Linked DNA regions of Pelodiscus sinensis: region 1 is linked to region 2. The links are chromatin contacts, called in public Hi-C maps. All regions are on one chromosome and are shown on one strand. Each heading gives the region's core, a stretch centred on a gene start, on an enhancer-like site or on the middle of the called end of the contact. The rest is flanking DNA. Distances are from core to core; before and after follow the strand shown.

Region 1 (6,260 bases), core at 395-2,894, 140 kb before region 2:
TGCTGGTGATACTTAAAAGTCAAATATTAAAAAGAAAAATTCTATTTAAATAACGAAAAAATACATTGTGTGTGTGTGTGTGTGTTAATGCTTTATAACAGGGTTGTTAGGATTTCAATTCCAGGAGGAAGGTGCATTAAGTTTTACCATAGGAGCACACTTAAAAAAATGTTTTTGGGATTAAATTGATTCTCTAGCCTCCTTATTGTTTTAAAAATATATAGGAATGAAAAATAACACTCAATATTTATGCTTTCAGAAGATATTTATATTCCCAAAAAGTGACTAAAAAAACATTTAATTTATCATAATGGAATAAGGCGGCATCATTAACATAATGTGAATTAATCCTTTTGCTATCTTGTTTAAAAAAAAAAAAAAACCAAGCTCTTTACAGATGCAACTTCATCACACTTTTCATCAACATTTTGAAACAACAAGAAGTCCTGTGGCACCTTATAAACTAGCAGATTTATTGAAGCATAAGCTTTCATGGGTCTTTACCCACGAAAGCTTGTGCTAAAATGAATCTGTTAGTCTCTAAGGTGCCACAGGACTTCTAAATGTTTATGCAGATTTGGACTAACATGGCTACCCACCCCTCTGATACTTGTCAACATATTAAAAGGTTTTTTTGGATATTAAATTAGTGCAGGTGCATAGCCAACACACCACCTTGCCAAACTCCGACTGAGGTGAATAGGTGGTTTGTGTATGAAAGGTCAAGATGTTTCTGGCCCATTACCTGCACTCTATAGCATCCCATATTGACTTTTGCATGCAAAAAGTCTGTTTCCAGACTATAGCTGTGCTTCATTAGGAAGCATTCTCCAGGAAGCTGTGCTATCACAGATCACAACTGGAAACTAAAAATATGTTAATTGTACTCATGGGTTAATGCACAAACATGTATGATTGTTTTAAATCCACTTTTTGGACTACTGTGGCCAAACTTCTGCATCATACAAGACTGTGTATACAACCCCCACTCTAACTGCCTTTCAGCCCTCACTGGCCCCCTTTGTTCTGTAGCTTCAATTACCACAACATAAGTTATTCCATTGTCAGAGCCAATGACTTAATTATTAAGAAACATCCTTTGGCTCATCTGATTTCTCAATACTTAGTTTTAGGCTCTTTCCCCTTGTTTCAGCACTCTTACTATGTAAACAGGTCCTTCATTTTCACTATTTTATTTAATTTTCCCTAGGAACTTATGTTTATTACAACAAAATAGGTGAAAATCAGTGCAAAAACTATTAATTTTTTTTGGGGGGGGGTAAATATTGGGATTTACTTTGGTGGTTTGAAAGACTGGGGGCAAAGGAGTATTCAGTAGATGCTTTCAATTCTGTTCATCAATGAGATTTGCTGCAGATGCTAAAACACAATGCCACTTCTGAGAAAACAATTTAAAAAACAACATAACATTAAGTCTGAAATAAAACTTTTCATTTGAATAAACAGTTTGGACTTAGCATTATTATCATATAAACATTTACATTTAATAATTGGAACACACGATTTGCAGCTAACGATGTCATCCTTTTTTCCAGTTTTTCCTGTTACTTCCTTGTGTTCTGAAACACATTCTGCTACAGATTTGTTTTCTTCCCATGTTAGTGCAGCAGATCTTAAAACCATTATCTGCTAGCGGCTTGAAATGCATACACGGTGGGTGTGAGACCCATCACTATGTTCAGATGCCTACCCACATGCTTCAGACCTTGCATATGTGTGTTTGTTGTGTGTATCTTCTAGACTAATACATAGCCTTACTTCAACCAGCAGCTTTGCAACTATACACAGACTAATGTATCCATCATAATACATATCTCTCTTTCAATGTATTGTAATTTCATGATAAAACATGGATTTTTATGTGGCTCGCTCATACAAAAATGGACTGAAAAGAATAGTACTTTTTGTAAAACCCAACTTTTTTTTGTAAAAAAATGTTTAAATGGAAAACAAAGGGACTTATCTGTTAATTAGGAAACCATAACAAATCTTAGATAATCTTATGAAGTTTTCCTTTGTTTAAAATATTTGTTATTGAAAATCAAAGCTAAAAAGAATTAATGGACAAAAATTGTGGTATAGGAATGTCAAATAGCTGATCTGGTTTGTAGATGAGTGTTGCTAGTATTAACAAGGCTTTACTTATAAAAGCCCCTCCCAGCAAGGATTTGTTAACCTTTTACTTTGTTTATCCTCACTACCTATCATTCTTTTTCATCTACAAAAAAGGTGGCCAAATCTCATATATACTATTATCCTTAGTCATAGATCACTGAAATATTTTCATCTTCTCTCTACACCTTTTTATGTGTTGTCCCTTGGTTCCCCATAGCCAAGTAACTTTAGAAGTGCAACTTTTAATATTTTTAGCTTCTTATAAATTGCCCCCAGGACTGATCGGTGGTGAGCGAAGTGATTTTTAATTGTATTGTAGTCTTGGAGTATGACTGTAAGGCCCTGCATTTTGTAGGAAAAGTTTTGTTTCATATGGTAACAAACAAAATGGAAGAGACAGGAATCCCTGTGAAAGCAAGACAGTTGAAGGAGATGTTTCAAACAAGTTCAAGCTTTTATATACATTCAATGTTTCTAGTATGGTGATTAATAATAAATGCATCATCAACTGTCCTTACAGCTAATGCAGCCATAATATTGTACAATAATGCAGTCAGTATAGGAAAGCTCCATTATCTGTTTAAAAAAATAACCATTAACAGTTGCCTTGACTTTTTTAACTTATTAACTAATATACTGGGAATCCCAGTGAATAGATACAATAGAACACAAATTGGCAGCATCTACATAATCATCTTGGTAATGTAACTATTTCATATTACTTCTAAAGCAGCTTTGAAAAATCTTGCCACTGGAGGACACTCCAAAATAAACTCTCTCCAAATTATCTTGGTAATATAGCAGCACAGGAATTTATAGTCACTCTTTTTTTTTGTTTTCTGATACTGTAAACCTTCAATAAACAATCCAACATTGAAAAAGTTCAAGGTCAAATCATTTATTATTTTTAAAGGGGGTTAAAGGGCACATACTACAATGAAGATTAGATTATGAAATGTGAATTGAAACAGTATAATGCCAATTCTAGTTCACATTTGTACCTCGCTCTCCATAAATTAAATCTGCTAGGTGGAAAATCAAGCCCACAGTCAGTTCCTATTGTGTGGTTCCCTATTTTAAATATTTTTCATAAGTGCCTTGCACAAATGCACACAGTTTAAACATTTCAGATATTTTTACTCAGCAGAGTTTAAAAATAGATCACATTTTCTTTAGAAACATTTGTTTCATTAAATGCTTCTGTAAAATTAAAATAATTGCAAATTAGGAATGTGAAAGTGTAACCATGTAAAGGGTAAACCAGTGAGCCTAAGCTCATCAGTTAATGTTCACGGTTTCATGTTTTATCCCGTTACGTGGGGGAGCTGACTTAAGCTGGCTCCTGTGTGCGCACTGCTCCAAGGGAGCTGCCAGCCTCCGCATGATGGTGCCTCTCTATCAGAGGCAGCAACACATGGTGGCAGACAGGAGCTGGTACATATGGGAGCAGTCTTAAAAGCTGGCTCTCCATAAGTACCAGCTCCCAGGGCTGCAGGTAGAAGCAAGTATGCACGGGGAGCTATCTTAAAAGCCAAATTTCCATGAACACTGACTCCCTGGTAGTCAACTGCCATCCCACGTGTAACCATGTAACCGCTGACATTTTCAGCAGTTAAACGGTTACTTCGTGACACACATTTTAACATCCCTGTTGCAAATTTGAAATGCAAGACTCACTCCATCTTTGCCCATAGACCATATAGGTGCCATGACTAAATAGCAATAAAAATGCTGAGATGCACAAATCTAAAAATAAGCAGCTTTGAAGACGAGACATCAATTACAACCTTAACGATGAACATATTACATTCCTAAGTTACTGCAGATATTTTGCATTTAATGCCACAGTTATATCATTGACATCTCAAGGTTGACTATACAGTTTTTCATTGTATTTTTTTCACTTTGAAAATACTTGTATGTTGTTATTGTACTTGTATCCAGAGCTTTCTAACTTGTCCCTGGACGTACATTTAGCTACAATTTCCATATTTTGAAAGTTTAATAGTAAAAAAATAAAAATACTTGACTTCGCTGTTTTAAAGTGGAACTCATAGAAGCCAAAAGCTTGTTAAAACCGACTTTGATGTATGTTGACATGACTGCATAAATCCTGGAACCATACATGTTAGACACTTTAAAGCTGTGTATTCTGAATTAATCTTATATAAATTGCAATTATTGTCTGAGAAGCCAACTCAGTCCATCCTTTCTCCTTGCTTATTCTCCCCGGAAGTGACAATAGGCATCTAAGGAATCTGGATGTCAGTGAGTCTGTCCAGCTAAAAGATTAGGATAATTTCTTCATCTTCTTTATTTCTGTAGAAAGTCTTAAGAAATTATCATGAAATACTTTGACTGTAGGGGTGAGCTGCAGGAAAAAAATACAGATCATCTGACTTCTTTTTTTAGGAAAATGAATGTGATTTTGGTGCTCAATTTGATAAACAAGTATAGTTGGAGTTAAACTGGAATTCAGATCATGTCTCATTCTTGCCAAATAAATTTAAATGTTTTTCTACTTTCAGGGATTTAGAGACAAAACTGAATTGGTTTCAAAACCCTGGAGGAGCTCAGCAAGTAAACAGGTCAGGATCAGTTGCTGATATGAGCCCATTAAAATGGGACACAAGTCAGGACTCTGGACTCCAGCTGTGCTCTGTAGAGGCAGGCACTTATGGTCTCATGGTTTCTGTGTATGTAGCTATAAAAGACATTTAACTGCTGAGGAAATAATTGAAACAGTAATTTCTTGCATGTCCAAAGGATTTCATTTCATGCACTCAAAGAATATCTGAATTAACGCATCCTTGTTTTAAGATGATATTGTTATGATTATGATGTATTGGCACAATTTGGTAGCATAAACACTTTCATAAAATATATGTATTCATATTTCAAACTGTTGTCCTGTCAGGAGACTCCACTAGATGGCTGTCCTTCGAGAAGTTAGTATTCTGACATCAAGTATGTACCATATTGAATTGTATACTCATGTCAGTGCTTGCAACTGAAAATAATTATAATTCACTCCGACTTTTTTAGGATTTTATCCCCTTGGATCTGTGAGGAATTGTAAGAAAATCAACACAATTACACAGCCTAAAGCAGCCCAAGTAACTGCTCCCCCAAGAGAAAGCAGGTAGGTCTTTGTCAGTATATTTAAATCACCCAGCTGCATTATTTTTTTTAAAAAAAAAAGCTCAAGGTTTTGGGGGCTCATTAAAATTAATAACAATATTATGTGATACTAGGATATAAATTGTTTGTAGAGTTTCTGAAAATAGCAAGTTAAATGTAAATATCTTTAATAAATAACTTTATTTCCTGCAATGTAAAAAATAAATGATACCTCCCTTTGGCAGTAATAGCTGATTTATATTTAGCCAGGAATTTCTGCTCATAAAACTAATATAATTGTGCTATTGGAAAAACATATTATTTTATTGTTTCGCAAGACTTTTGTAATCCATGGTTAGGCGGTTGACTTCACTTATGTCCCAGATAAGCTCCAAGGGTGATGCAAGCTCCCACCAGAGCAAGACTGAGGATAGTCTTCAAAGAGATCCAGGAGAAATCAAACAAAGGCCTCATGTTGCTGCCATACAATTCCACAAAGGCATCCTGGGTTGGGAGGAAGGGAAATAGAAGAAAAAAAAAAAGAGTATTAGAATCCATACCAATATAATTCCATAGCAGACAGGAACAAAAGATGTTTGTTGATTAAAGCTACATTAATAATGATAAATACAAATCATTCAGAGAAACTAAGAAAAGCACAAGAGTGACCTCTTTTGTATGCACATGTAGGTAACTCAGGAACCAGTTTAGCATACAAAATGCTACTAACATTAAGTTCTTTAGGCCAATCAGGAATCGTCTTTGTACAGCTCCTAAAACAATGGGCTCCCGGTGCTACAATGATGCAAATAACAAAGAAATGTGAGCACTTTCAGCTCCCATTGATGTCACTGGTATTTGTGGGTGCTCAGAACTTCTGAAAATGAGGGGACTTTTGTTTCGTTTCCTAAATATGGATTTAGGAACCGAACTTTAGGCAGACAGGTTTCTTTTTTTATGTATATAAATAATGGCTTTATTTTGTGAGCTTTACACATTTTCTT
Region 2 (5,988 bases), core at 1,463-3,962:
ACCCTGTGCTGAGAACCATGGGAGAGAATGGAGGATCTCAATATTTGAATAGACACAGCCACTGTGGATAAGTGATATTTCAGCATCTATAATCTTTAAGTACAGTAACAATTTATATATAGTTTTAAAAATGAATTTCATAAGCAAAATGCAGTAAGCAACTTAAAATTGTACTATATAACAAATCTCTCTCTATAAATATGCCACCTAGCAGACGGAAGTAGGGCCTTTAGAATCCCAGAACTATTCTATTTTCTTCTTTAAAATGACTTATGACAGCCCCCAGACTCATACATTAAGTTTTCTGTTGCAATGAGTCTTTTGCTCCTTGGATTCACAAATGCATTAAGGCACATCATACAAGATTGGTTTTATGCATACTGCAGGAATGAAATGAATAAAAGGAGAAAGCATCTTTCAATTGACAAAACTATTATTTGAGACAGAAACAGATGAGATTTGATTGTATGGATGAAAATGGTAGATTTTCTTTGCCTGTGGTTGAATTATTCCCTTCTAAAACCACCTCAGCCAGAGTTTTGGTTTGTTTTTAATCCCTGGAATTCATAAAATACTTCTTGCCTTTGGAATACACCAGGTTAAAGTTTTGGTTTGTTTTTAATCCCTGGAATTCATAAAATACTTCTTGCCTTTGGAATACACCAGGTTATAATAAATAGCATGCACTCTCCAGAAAACTGTCAGAGAAAGTTCCTCCCCACACTTTATTCTGCCTAACCTGAAATTGATTCAACACAAGCACTAGAAAAAGACAATTTAAAAATATTACTTTTAGCGTATGCAGTAAAATCTTTCTAATATTTTTATGTTATAAACACCAGATGATGCTCAGTTTAAACACTGCTCCATCTGATGATCTGTAATATAGAGTTCTCCTGCTTACAGCATTCTTGACTAACATGAGCATATACACAAAACACACACGCTTTCCTTTTCCCTCAACCTCATTCAAGCATTAGGCTATAGCATCATTCCTAGATATGTCACTGCTTTTCTTTCCCACACTGCTCTGTGAATCCATTCTACCATAGCGCAACATATACATATGATTTCAATGGTTAAAGTACATTGAAACAGAATGGAGAACGCTCACTGCACCAGCCAACAAGAAAGTTTGTTTTCAGTGTGTGCACATACATGCATACACCTCTTACCCAAGCTTTTAGCAAAGGATGGGGAACTGTGACCACTCCCACACCAAAACTCTAACTCCTGCATGACATGACATTCCAGAAGCTCCACACCAACAACAGCTATGCTGATAAACACTATAGTAACACAGACCAAAACACTGCCTTGCATTATGTCAATTAAAGTATATTATGATATTCATATTCTGGTCTATATAGGTTGCTATACTGCTTGCATCACTATAGTATGTGACCACATTGATGGAAATTCTACCATAATTTACAGAGAAAGAAATACGGGACACTTACCCAACCTCCATTGTCCTGGATCCAGTTGTGCAAGTGTCTGTTCAGGTACTCAGTCATCCACACAGCAATACTGTCCACAAGAGGCGACATCTCCCGGTTGACACTCTCCACACACATCACGCCACCAAATTCAAAGAAGGCCACGATCCTTCCCCAGTTAATCCCATCTCGGAATAGCTCCTCCACCACCGCCACAAAGCGCCCCCTGGCCGTGAATGGGGTCAAGTGCAGCTGCCCAGACATCTGGGCAAAATCTCTGTGATAGCGGCGGGAAAATTCATCTCCGGCTTGGCACAGAGTCAAGTGAACAGCCTGTGGTGCTGAGCGCAGCCCATCACCAAGGGGCACATTACTAGCAGCAGCCGAACCAGGGGGTTCAGGCGGCAAAGACACCAGCCCAGCATGGTCAGATGGGGTCCCAGCAGCAGCAGGAGGAGAGAGACTTGAAGAAACTGGTCCTCTGTTTTCATTGGCAGCCCAATCATACCCCCTCTGTGACAGTTTGTAATGGATGTACTTCAACACTATCTCCCGGTTATCATAGCCTCTTCTCCCAGGATGAGCCATAATTTCCAACAAGGACGAAGGAGAGAGGAAGAAGAGGAGAAGAATGAACCCAAAAAAGTAAAGTAGCCAATAACAATAATACCAAAAATTATAATCCAGTTATTGTATTTGATGTGGTTTCATTCATGATGGTAGCTCTGAGGTCTCAGAGGTACTTTCGACTTCTCGGTTTGGATGCACGTGTATTTTATTTCCAGAAGCACATGTTTACTTATTATATACTTATTTTAGAAACATTTTCTTCTTGATGCTGAAATACATTTTTTTTAAAAAATATCTCATACTTATTCAAAACAAGGTGCATACGTTCCCCAAGGTGCTGAACAAGCACATGTGAATGAAGGAGTTGAAGAACATAGACTGCAAAAACTGCAATTCAAACTGATTTGTTCAACAGCCTTGGATGAATATTAATCCAATACACTTTAAACTAAAAAATCTCAACACTGTTTTTTTTTTAATTACACAATGTAAATTTGCTGTGAAAAGTACTTACTTGAACTATAAATATGTTCCTCTGTCAAGTTTCCTTTAAAAAAATCAGAAGTCTTCAGACACATTAAGTTCTGGCTGCTTTGATGCTTCACAAGATCAAATCACCAAGGGGACAGGAAAGGGACAAAAACAAAACCCTAAGGATTTCAAAAAATATTTCCCCGCCTTCTGTTAAACAGACCTCTCCAAAGACATGTCAAAGCTCAGAATATCCAGCCTCAGAGCCCAGGAAAAAGAACAACCCAAAACAAAAAACAAAATTGTGAAGAGCAGATGAAACACACCTTTGACTCCAAGCTCTTGCAGAAGTGCTGCTGTGCTTTCCCCTCCAGTGCAAGGTACAGACACATGCAATTGAATACATGTAGTTTCATTCAGAGGCTGATCCCTAGGTGCAGCCCAGCGCTCCCACACACACACGTACACCCACACACTCAAAAAGGGAGCATCAAAATTGTGGCGGTTGCCTGAACTCCCGGGAGCAAATGCCTTCCCAAAGCAGCTTTGTTTGTATAAAAAAGGAAGAAACCCCCACTGTGCAGAGGAGGGAAGAGGATGGGGGCGTGTGTGGAATATTATTCATACAAATTAGGACCGCAGCTAGGAAGTTGTTCCCCGCTCCCTTTTCCCGCCCCAGCACCGGCAGCCTTGTCAGCCGCCCGGCAGAGCAGCCCCCTAGTCTGTCTGCAGTGGTGCTGCTGGAGCGCCAGTCCGTTCCGCGTCGCTGTGGCGGCCGGGGAAGCACAGGCACAGCGCGGCGGCAAGAGGAGGAGGGAGGCGGAGCGGAGCCCAGTGGCGGGGAGGAGACGGGCCGGGAGAGGCCCGCGCAGGAGGGGCGGGATCCCGAGAGCTCCACCTCGCTGTTCATTCAAGAAACGGGGAAAGGAAGGAGGCGATCGGCGTATCCCTGGCGGGGCGGGCCACATGCCCCGTGCGTGGCCGGGAGCAGCCTGCCGGGCTGCCTGCATGCTCGGCCGGCCGGGGTGTATGGAGCGGGGCTCCCTGGGAAAGGGAGGCGGGAGCGGGAAACGCACCGGGTGGCTCCTTGCTGTGGGCCGGGGCTGCAGCCACGCAGGGCCAATGCTGCGCTGGGCGTCGCGGGCCTGCTCCCCGCCGGGCGGTGCAAAGCCAGGACCGCGCGCTGCTCGCGGCTTCCCCTTGGCGCCGGCGGGGGCGGAAGACGCAGGCGGCTCCGGGGAGGCTGCGGGAGGCGCTGCTGCCTGCGCTCTTACCCAAGGCCGGCCCGGGCGCCGCGCCGGGGAGACGAGCCAAACACAACCCCCCAAACCAGCGCCGAGGCCTGGTGCCGGCAGAGGTGGAAAGAGGCCGGGTTGATACCTAACCCGAAATCCCAGCCAGCCCTGTGATGAGTTATGGGCTAGACGCTTCCGGGGCATGGCAGTGAAAGAGCAACCTGAGCGCGCTCCAGCAATGCTCTTACTTTCTCACTGACACACTGAGCCGGGAGGTGCCCGACTATATCAGCTGCCAACTTTAGGGGGGGGGGGCTCACCTCACATTAAGTGCTGGACATTTCTTCCCTCACTCATTTTTGTGCTTTCCATTTGGAGGGGGAATGCATTGCTGAAACCATTTGGAGTGAAAAGCTCTGCTCGTGGTGTAGGGGAATCCCTTTTGATCCTCCCCACTCGTGAGGATTAAGGACTGTTGAGTGGCAAAGACTCCAGACACACCATTAAGCGAACCTGGAAAGGTAGCAAGATGAGAAACATTTTATTGCAGAAACACACGCTCAAAGAAAAACTTAAAAACAACAAATGGTCCGGTAGCATTTTAAATACTAACAAAACATGTAGATGGTCTCATGAGCTTTCCTGGGCACAGCCCACTTCTTCAGATAACCAGAGTGTTGGATGCCCAGAACAAAAATAAATAGGGGAGGGGGGGAGAAGGAAAAAATAGGAGAGGGGGAAAAACAAGAAGATATAGTGGGTATAAAAATATCAAGGGGAAAGCTCAGCTGGAATGTAACAGGAAAAACAGTCTATAAGCACTTAAAGACTGGATAGTCAAAAGAGGCAGATAAGAAAGATGACTTCTAAGTTAATGACATGTTCATTGACCTTTTTGGCCTTTTTCACTAGCCCATGTGGTTTTTCTTCATTACTCCTTTGAAAATATTTTGGGGGCTATCATCTTAGATCCCCTTTGTGCAAATCCTTGTTCCTGGTTATTGTGCTTATTACTCTAATAGTCCAAATCTACCATCCCAGTTAGCACCATGCTATATAGTAAAATGTCTTCTAGGGTCTGTCTGTCCTGATCCTGCAGGGATTTATACACTTGCTTAATCTTATGCACATGAATAGCTCCACTGAGATCTAGACTCTATAGGACTACCTATATATAAAGTTTAATGCATGCATAAATCTTTCCCAAATTGGGGTCTTAGTTTGTACACAGTGTAGATTCTTGGAGTGGGAGGGGGGCAAGATAAATAAAAAAAATTGAGAGCAAATTAATCTAGAGACTGATTCAACACACACTTAAGATTACAGGAATCCTGCTGGGAAATGGGGTAAAATGCACTAGTGAAAAATCAACACTACTATTTTCCCTTGTTTACACCAGGGCTGTGTCTACACTGCAGGCTTCTTGTGCAAGAATGACTGTTCTTGTTCAAAAACTTGCAGAGCATCCACACTACAAGCCCATTCTTGCACAAGAAAGTTTACAGTAGCTAGAAGAGAGGGCTTTTTGCGCAAGAGATGGAAACAGGGAACCTCTATGGCTAAAATGGCCAGCAGAGCTTTCTTGTGCAAGAGAGCATCCACACTGCCATAGACCCTCTTGCTCAAAAGCACATCTCTTGTGCAAAAGCACATGGCAGTGTGGATGCACCCTTGTGCAACAACTCAAAGCACATCTCTTGTGTAAAAGCCCATGGCAGTGTGGATGCGCTCTTGCGCAAGAACTTTTGCACAAGAACTCTTGTGCAAAAAGTTCTTGTGCAAAAAACCTGCAGTGTAGACATAGCCCAGGGGTTTATAGTACAGCTACACTGATGGCTGGACACCCATGGTTGAAATTAGAATAAATCTCCAGTGTACACAAGATCAAAGTTAAATGAGAGGTGAAGGTACTTGGCACATCTAAGTATCAGGTTGTTAGCGTGAAAGGACAGAAACAGATTGCTAGAATGTTTAAAATGTTATTCTAAAGGATTTTCCTGTATCAACGCAAAATCTCTGTAAATCCTGAAGAATTAAATGAAAGGTGTTAACTGGAATGTTACCAACTATAGATCTAGATGGGAAACATATTTGAAATTTAAGATGAGAATTTGCTTGAATCCACAATCCCCGTCCTTTATTGGACCAACTTTTACTGGTGAGAGAAACAGTCTTTTCAGCTTGCCAAGAGCTTGTCTTCAGGATTAAGAAACATACTTTGAGTGTAACAGCTAAATACAAAGTGAAGCAGATTGTTTAGCAGAGACAGTTAA

The links. Hi-C and Micro-C count contacts between places; a contact is called where the count stands out from the background.
Region 1: a contact with region 2 is called in a Hi-C map of an unstated tissue, with 5 times the contacts expected there. The contact joins the promoter of LOC142827423 here to the promoter of BCL2 in region 2. A contact is called at or near these places in 2 of 5 Hi-C or Micro-C datasets (liver and an unstated tissue).

The regions. Positions count from the first base shown.
Region 1 is chr2:118,027,128-118,033,387 of ASM4963464v1, reverse strand. It overlaps LOC142827423, which reads right to left and starts at 1,644. Exons shown (of 3, transcript XM_075923068.1): 1 at 1,537-1,644. The coding sequence starts at 1,644. It overlaps BCL2 (BCL2 apoptosis regulator), which reads right to left. Exons shown (of 2, transcript XM_006122882.4): 2 at 370-5,760. The coding sequence ends at 5,626. LOC142827195 (a long non-coding RNA gene) reads left to right here. Exons shown (of 8, transcript XR_012901701.1): 7 at 4,665-5,278.
Region 2 is chr2:117,890,194-117,896,181 of ASM4963464v1, reverse strand. BCL2 (BCL2 apoptosis regulator) reads right to left here and starts at 2,712. Exons shown (of 2, transcript XM_006122882.4): 1 at 1,461-2,712. The coding sequence starts at 2,027.